Linked DNA regions of Danio rerio: region 2 is linked to region 1. Evidence: chromatin contacts called from public HiCAR-type data. All regions are on one chromosome and are shown on one strand. The core of a region is the stretch at or near the end of the contact, and the rest is flanking DNA. Distances in the headings are between cores, read along the strand shown.

What was found. HiCAR-type assays count read pairs that join an accessible place to other places.
Region 2: a contact with region 1 is called in a HiCAR-type map of caudal fin, with 6 times the contacts expected there. The contact joins two enhancer-like sites. A contact is called at or near these places in 2 of 18 Hi-C or Micro-C datasets (caudal fin and embryo) and 1 of 4 datasets of contacts at active chromatin or transcription factors (caudal fin).

What each region holds. Positions count from the first base shown.
Region 1 is chr18:13,832,106-13,835,973 of GRCz12tu, forward strand. hipk2 (homeodomain interacting protein kinase 2) reads right to left here. Exons shown (of 15, transcript NM_001099985.4): 11 at 1,419-1,598; 12 at 166-486. Among named protein-coding and RNA genes, the nearest start is that of si:ch211-1e14.1, 18 kb to the left of the region's middle. Within about 2 kb of position 1,491, at least 8 of the 62 cell types and tissues checked have an H3K27ac peak or open chromatin away from gene starts, as enhancers often do. A contact at or near this core is called in caudal fin, where this site is marked.
Region 2 is chr18:14,126,035-14,129,853 of GRCz12tu, forward strand. The region is part of intron 10 of tbxas1 (thromboxane A synthase 1 (platelet)); the gene reads left to right. Among named protein-coding and RNA genes, the nearest start is that of parp12a, 71 kb to the right of the region's middle. Within about 2 kb of position 2,072, at least 5 of the 62 cell types and tissues checked have an H3K27ac peak or open chromatin away from gene starts, as enhancers often do. A contact at or near this core is called in caudal fin, where this site is marked.

The DNA.
Region 1 (3,868 bases), core at 241-2,740:
ACAGATGACAATAGTCTCCTCATCTAGCTAAGTTCTATTCAATAATCCAAACATTAACACAATCTAATCAATTCCTACTGGAAAAAAAAAACAGATTATGCCCTACATCATTTCCCGCTTTAGCTCACAAATATGTCTCATTACAGCTCGACCCATTTTTCTGACCTGGTGTTAGTGGGTTGTTTGAGGTCATCCTCCTCATCCGTGTCACTGCTGATGGTGATGATGCTGACCGCTGGGCTCGGGGTGTCGGGGATGATGATGGTTTGGCGTGGTGGGTTGTGTTGACCGTGGTGGTCTCGAGTAGTGCTACATGCCTGTTCACCTCCCCATCCACCGCCTGTGCAGGTCTGTGATGGGACGCAGGTGGAGGGAGGGCCGTTTTGAACCACGGCACAGCGAGGCGGGGTGTTCTCTTTCACCCGTTTGGAGCGCTGAGGTGATGTCACCGGCTGGGTGGAGGACACGTCGTACGCTGACATGTTCCTGTGAAAGAAAAATATCAGTACTTTTGTAATATATTTATTTAATAAGGGTGAGCAAATGATTATTTCAGTTTTGGGTGAACTATCCATTTAAGTGAGCTATTTAGAGAAATAAAAACATTGATAAAAATGACAGAACACTTGTAAATGTACCCGCAAGTTGTTGCTGTTAATCTGGTGTCTGCTGGCAAATTCCTGAATTATCTGACAAGCCCTATTTAACTGGCAGCTTAACTTTCCAGTTTTCACTGACTTGGCAAGATGGTAAGCTGTTCTAAAGTGTCTGAAACCTAAAGCCATCCTAAAGGGACTACAGCAACATGTGGAGTCTTCCCTGTGCATCACTAATGTGAAAGACTAGTAATGTGCTGTGGCTGCAGATGTGCTGTCATTCAAGGGCCTGTCCACTTTCTGCTCATGTTTGCCTCCAGTAGTGTAACCTTCAGATATTTTAGTTGTGTATTCCCTTTTTATACTACAATTGCTTTAAAGGGATAGCTGACCATAAAACAAAAAATTTCTATCATTGTTTACTCTCCCTTCACTTGTCACAAACCTGCTTAAGTTTCGTTTTACTGCTAAAAATAAAAGAAGAATGCTAGAAACCAGTAACTATTGACTTCCATAATATTATTATTATTATTATTTTAAGTGATTGGTTACCAAATTCCAGCTTTCTTCAAATACTGTCCTAATAGTTCATCAGAATCAAGAAACCAGAGCAGCAATTGAGGGTGAGTAAACAGTAATTTTTCATTTTTAGGTAAACTATCCCTTTAATCCCAGTGATTCTTGTGCCACCCCATCCCAAAAAAGTTTTTTCGTCAAAGTTGAACACTTAAAACAATATCCTGTCTGATTTCCACCAAATCTAAACACAGTAAATCTGGTGCATTTTTGTTGCTTGTTTGTTTAAAGTAAGGGATATCTGACCTGTTGTTCATCTGGTGCTGCTTGTTCTTTTTGGAGTTTGATTGGTTGTTGGATGGCTGTCTCATGACATGAGCCACACCCACATTAAGAGGTTGCTGAGGGGGCAGGGTGACGTGACCTGCCAGTAAGGCTGGCTGTTGCATAATGGGATTGTAATGGCTGCCATGGGGATGGGAATTCCTGAAACAAACAAAACAAGCATGATTAAAAAATGTCCTTTTATGAGTGCAGAAATGTTTCAAAGTGTGGAATTGGCAAGAGCTTGTAATGTTTTTATAAAAAGTAAAGCATCTTTCTCACCAAGGTTGCAGTTTTTTTTTTAAAGAACAGTTACATTTTAATTTCTTTCTGAAATCAAAAAAGTTGATATTTCAGTATTTCTTTACTCGCCAATATCACGTGATCCAACAGAGGTTTTTCTAATATGCTGATTTGATGCACAATTCACATTTCTTACTATTTTCACTGTTAAAAATGGTTGAGCTGTTTATCCTATACAGTCTTCCACCAGAAAACATCTTCACAAGAACAGCAGTTGTTGTAAACATTTAAATGTCATAAATGTAATGCATTCTTGATTAATAAAATAAAACCTAATCCCAAACTTTAAGCACTAACATTAAGGACACACTTAACTACAAGCTTTAATCAATGTTAGTAAAATTGAAATGAACTAAAAATGAACTAAAATACTTGTACAGCATTTATTATTAATAACACTTACTAATGCATTATTAAAATTTAAAATTGTGCTTGTTAACATTAGTTAATGCACTATGAGTAAAAATGAACACATTAACTAATGTTGCTAATTAATGTAGATAGAATAATGTCTGTATTCTGTCAACCCTCCTGTTTTTCCCGAGATTCTCCTGTATTTTAGTTCTATCCTGCTAACATCCCGTAAAGGTATTTTCCCATATTTTCGTTCTTTCTATGAAGGGTGGCAATAAACATTAAGAGCCGATCCTCCCTATATGCAACCCATACCGCTGAGCCACCAGGGGGCGCCCATTGCTATTCAATGCGAGTCTGTTCTGTGCATTCGTTTTATTTAGGCAAGAAAACACGAAAGAAAATATACAAATGGCACGATTCCCTTCTTTTTCATTACAGCAAAATGAAAACGCACCCCTCGACGCACTCTATAGTGATAAATAGACGTTTTTTCCCAAACAGATTCTGCACATACGATTTGAAGTGGAGCGAAAGTCTGGGTTTTGGGTGCATGTTTGAACAGACGTATCCACATAATTAATAATAATAACATCTAAAGATGTCGATCTTGGTGGGGGTTTTTTTCAAACACAACTAATTTTGTGTTAAATGAGCATAAAATTTTTTTTTAAAGTGCATCTTTTAAAGTGACGCCTATCAAAAATCTAAATGAATAATATTTATTCGTTGCTGTTTAATCAGAATGTGTAATTTATACAGTGAAGAACAGATTAATGAGATTTGATAACTTGATTCTATTTCTTTATAGTAGCTATTAATTTTAATAAGCTAAACTGTTTGCTAATTTATTTGCTGCTAATGTATACTATTTATTTTTTCCTTTGTAAATAGTAATAATAAAACTTATCACTAACCATTTAAAGTGTTTAATTACAATAAATTGGCTCCAAACATATATATATATATATATATATATATATATATATATATATATATATATATATATATATATATATATATATATATTTATTGATTTGGGGAAATTTTATTTACTTATTTTATGGTGGGCATATCTCTTATTTTAACATCCCAATGTTGACAGGTATGATCATCATCTTGAATCATGTACAGTATCTAAATGAGGATTAAATGCAATGCAACATTTGGCCAAAGAGGGCAGCAGTGCCTGCAATAAACATCAGATAAGCAGAGAACAGAAGGAGATCTCGGAGAAAAGCTCTATCTCTGCAGTAAAAGTGCGACACTTTTCCAGCTCAGGACTACCGAGCCCTCCAGGCTGAGCTTAAGGCGCTGATGTGATGATCTGCAGATATCAGCACACATTCATCAGTGATACATTCACTTCATGCTGGTCAGCAAGACCTGACTCCATTACCCTCACCTAGCCAGAAAAACTGTTTTAATACAAAAAAAACCCCAACATAAATTACATACCCATTCAGAATATAATGAGAATCAGACTTAAAATATTCTCTTTCCTTCCTTTCAAATGAATAATTCAAAGGCATGTTGGCTTTGTAGGTGCATTTGCAGACTAAGCAACCTGGATAATTCAATCTGCTTTAGTTCATAATCTAGGAGATTATTAAAACCCAGTGTTGCGATACCAAATCACAGTGAAATATATGGATCATCAGATCTGTTGAGTTCCACATGACCTGTTTATAATCAGCGTGCTACAAGTATGTTTTCGCGAGGATATAATAGATTTTTTAAATGCTAATGGAGTCTCTATTAAGCATGATGAAACT
Region 2 (3,819 bases), core at 822-3,321, 290 kb after region 1:
TCACACACGCTCACCAAAATTGGACAGTAGAAGATTAGAAAAGCCTTGCCTGGTGTAATAAGTTGGCGTTCAGATGGTGGGGTCAGAATTTGGCATCAACAACATGAATGCATGGATCCATCCTGCCTTGTATCAACGGTTCAGGCTGGTGGTGGTATAATGGTGTGCGGGATATTTTCTTGGTGCACTTTGGGCCCATTAGTACCAATTGAGCATCGTGTCAATGCCACAACCCAACAACATGACAATAAGTTCACTGTACTCAAATGGCCTCCACAGTCACCAGACCTCAATCCAATAAAACACCTTTGGCATGTGGTGAAATGAGAGATTTGCATCATAGATGTGCAGCCGACAGATCCTTGTTGAATCGGTGCCACAAAGTATTAAGGCATTTTTGAAGGCAAAAGGGGGTTCAACCAGGTACTAGTAATGTGTACCTAATAAAGTGGCCGGTGTGTGTGTATTATAGTATTTACAACACTTTGTTAATGAACGATTCAGCATAGTGCAGTATTAACTATAGTGAACTGATAAAGTAGTATACTTTAGTTTATACAATAGTAAACTTTGATTTAGGGGCAGCACAGTGGCGCAGTGGGTAGCACAATCAAGCAAGAAAGTTGCTGGTTCGAGCCCCTACTGGGTCAGTTGGCATTTCTGTGTGGAGTTTGCTTGCCCCCCCCCTTTGATCATGTTTGTTTCCTTCGGGTGCTCCGGTTTCCCCCACAAGTCCAAATCGTGTGGTATAGATAAATTGGGCAAGCTAAATTGTCCGTAGTGTATGTGTGAGTGAGTGTATGGGTGTTTCCCAGTGATGGGTTGCAGCTGGATGGGCATCCGTTGCATAAAACATATGCTGGATAAGTTGGCGGTTCATTCCATTGTGGCGACCCCGGATTAATAAAGGGATTAAGCCGAAAAGAAAATGAATGAATGAACTTTGATGTACTGTATAATATACAGTACCCTATATAGTTATAAAAATAAAGAAAACAATATTGAGTCATTTGTTTATATTACTAGTATTACTATATTACTAGTAGTATATTAGTTGTAGTGTTATTATAGCAACTATAGAATTACCACCACAGATTAAATTCAAGCACTTTAGTATGGTTCAAAAACACTAGGATTTACTATACATTATGTAGTATTTTTTCATGTGGGATCTCTCAAAGAAAAGAGTTTGCTCTGAGTCGCATTAACGAGTCATTGTATTTTTTTCGAATCTTTTGCCTGCCACTGATCTAAGTGAACATGAATAAAGTCATACAATTGCATAATCATCACCTGCCCACGACATTAAATCAGACTTGGCCACCTGACCAAGCAAAGTAGAGTTGGCTTATGAAAGGGAAGTGTTTATAAGGTCTGATTCAAATGATTCATACCATTGCAAAATGATTCTTATGATAATTGCATTTACTGAGAAAATTGCTATGTTTTCTGATATTTAACTCCAGTACTGTCACTTTAAAATACCAAATGACCTGCTCTAGTATATATTTTAAAAATTATATAAAAAAAAGTGTAGTATAAAAAAAAATGTAATTAAACTGCATAATTTATTCGATGGTTGATTTACAACGAGCGAATCACGCTAACTTGCAATACTTTAGATTTTGAAGTTAACTGACAGGATCCCCAGGATGGAAAATAAACCGGAGAGATGTTTATAAACCCAGTTGCCGTGAAAGTTTTCAAATAAAAGAGCTTATGGCAGAAGTTATAAAAGCAGTAAGCATTACAAGCAGCACAATAAAACTCAAGCTCAGCCTTGGCCTTGTCTCATGACGCCTCATGTCTTAAGCCGAATGTATAGCCAGCAATAACTTAATACTCTCTTTATATCGAGCAGCTGGGGATCTATACACAAAGACATCTGGCCCGGTGTATACCGAAGGTCAGCCTCATCTAGCCTGCTGTTATAATGTCTATCAGCGTTTGGCTCAGAAAGAAAGTGTCTTCAGCTCCTCCTTCAGAGCAGTTTTTATTCTCTAAACGCCCCTCACCGTGTGTGTGCCGCTCTCAGTTTCGACTCCTAAAAGCTTCTCAAATGTCACTCTCCTCACACACCCTGCTTGAGGGCGCTGAAAGTGTTTTGTGCTAAAACGCACCAGAGTGTAACCACTTCTGTGCAGCGCCAAGAGTGTTTACCTGAGAGCCACAAACTGTTTCTGGCGAGAAATAGTATTTAACAAATCTAGAAGCAATTTGGAGTTTGTTTAAGATGCAAAACGGCTCCATAAATTGACAGTTCAGCAGCTAAAAGTGATCTTTTGCTCACCTTGATCTCACGTTTTTTTTTCCAGCCGTAGCTATCAAAAATAATTTGTGCTGTTTGTGTGTTAAGATTTAAATATGGTGCATCAAGACCAATTATCATGCAGCGTGTTTGACTCTGCTGAACTGCAAATGAGATTGAAGAGTAAGCCCAAAGTATGCTTCTGGATTTATTTGTGCACTAGTGTAAGAGAGAAAAAGCTCAAATTGACTGCATGTAAAATAAAAATAAAAACACACACGCAAATTGAAAAACACTAACAATTTAAGAAAACATCATCAATATTTATTGCATATTTTAAATGTTGTTGTGTGTTGCCTGGCACAGGTATCATTTTCACATCATGCATCATGTTGTTTATATAGCAAATGTATTTGTTGGCCTAAGTGAGTGCTGTTCTGAAAAGTAGGTGTTTTATGACGCATTGCTGGCACATCGCTATTTTTTTAACTAAAAGCTGATCTAAATTTAATGTTTTTTTATTAATTTTTTTTTTATTTAAAGAGTGCGTTAATAATAGATGGATCCAAAACATGCATACACATTGCTTATTACACACACAAGGATGCACAGCAGCACAGAAATATGTTTAAAGGTGCCCTATACTGCATTGGTTAAATAAGTTAAATTGTTCTCTGATATCTGTTTAGTAGGTAATAATAATAATAATAATAATAATAATAATAATAATAATAACACATTTTATTTTTTATGCGCTTTCCTCAAACTACAAAAAAAGCGCTGTAAAACAATAAAAACAATAATACAAGAAAACAATTGAATGCCAAAATGCAACAAATTGAATTATTAATTATTTTTAATCGTTAATTAAGAAATCTTCATAAATTAAAAGGAATTTTTAAGTGAGTCTTAAGCGGTTTCTTAAAACAGTCCAGGTAACCGGCGTTCCTACCTCCTATAGTGTTGAGTCTGTAACGAGGATGAAACAGAGTGAGACCCGATGCAGTACGTAAACAGCGAGTAGAAAGTGATCTTCACCATATCACAAATAAAACCAGGAGCAAATCCATGAACTGCTTTGTTTGTAAAAATCTGAGTTTTAAAAGCAACACATGACTTGACAGGTGTAGTTGGCTAACCCCAATTAAACACACCTGATCAAACTAATTGAGTTCTTTAATGCATGTTTGAAACCTACAGGTACGCGTGTTGAAGCAAGGTTGGAACTAAACTGTTGACAGCCCTGAATGAGGGCATAGGCGCTGAAGAAGCCCAGATGATCTTATAAAATTCCTTTCAGAATGACTTGATTCTGGCTGCAATAGCAAGAGAAATGTAACACAATCAAGAAAGAAAAATAGATGTTAAATCTATAGCATATGAAGAATAATATTAACTATTTACTGGTTTGTTTATGCAGCTTTTGTATTTTGTAGCATTTTGATCATATTACGTGTACACCGGAAAAGAGCACCCAAAAATGAAACTTTACCCACCCTCAGGTCATCTAAAATATATGTGACTTTCTTATTAAACATTTTTTGCTGGATTAGATTTAAAATCAACGCACA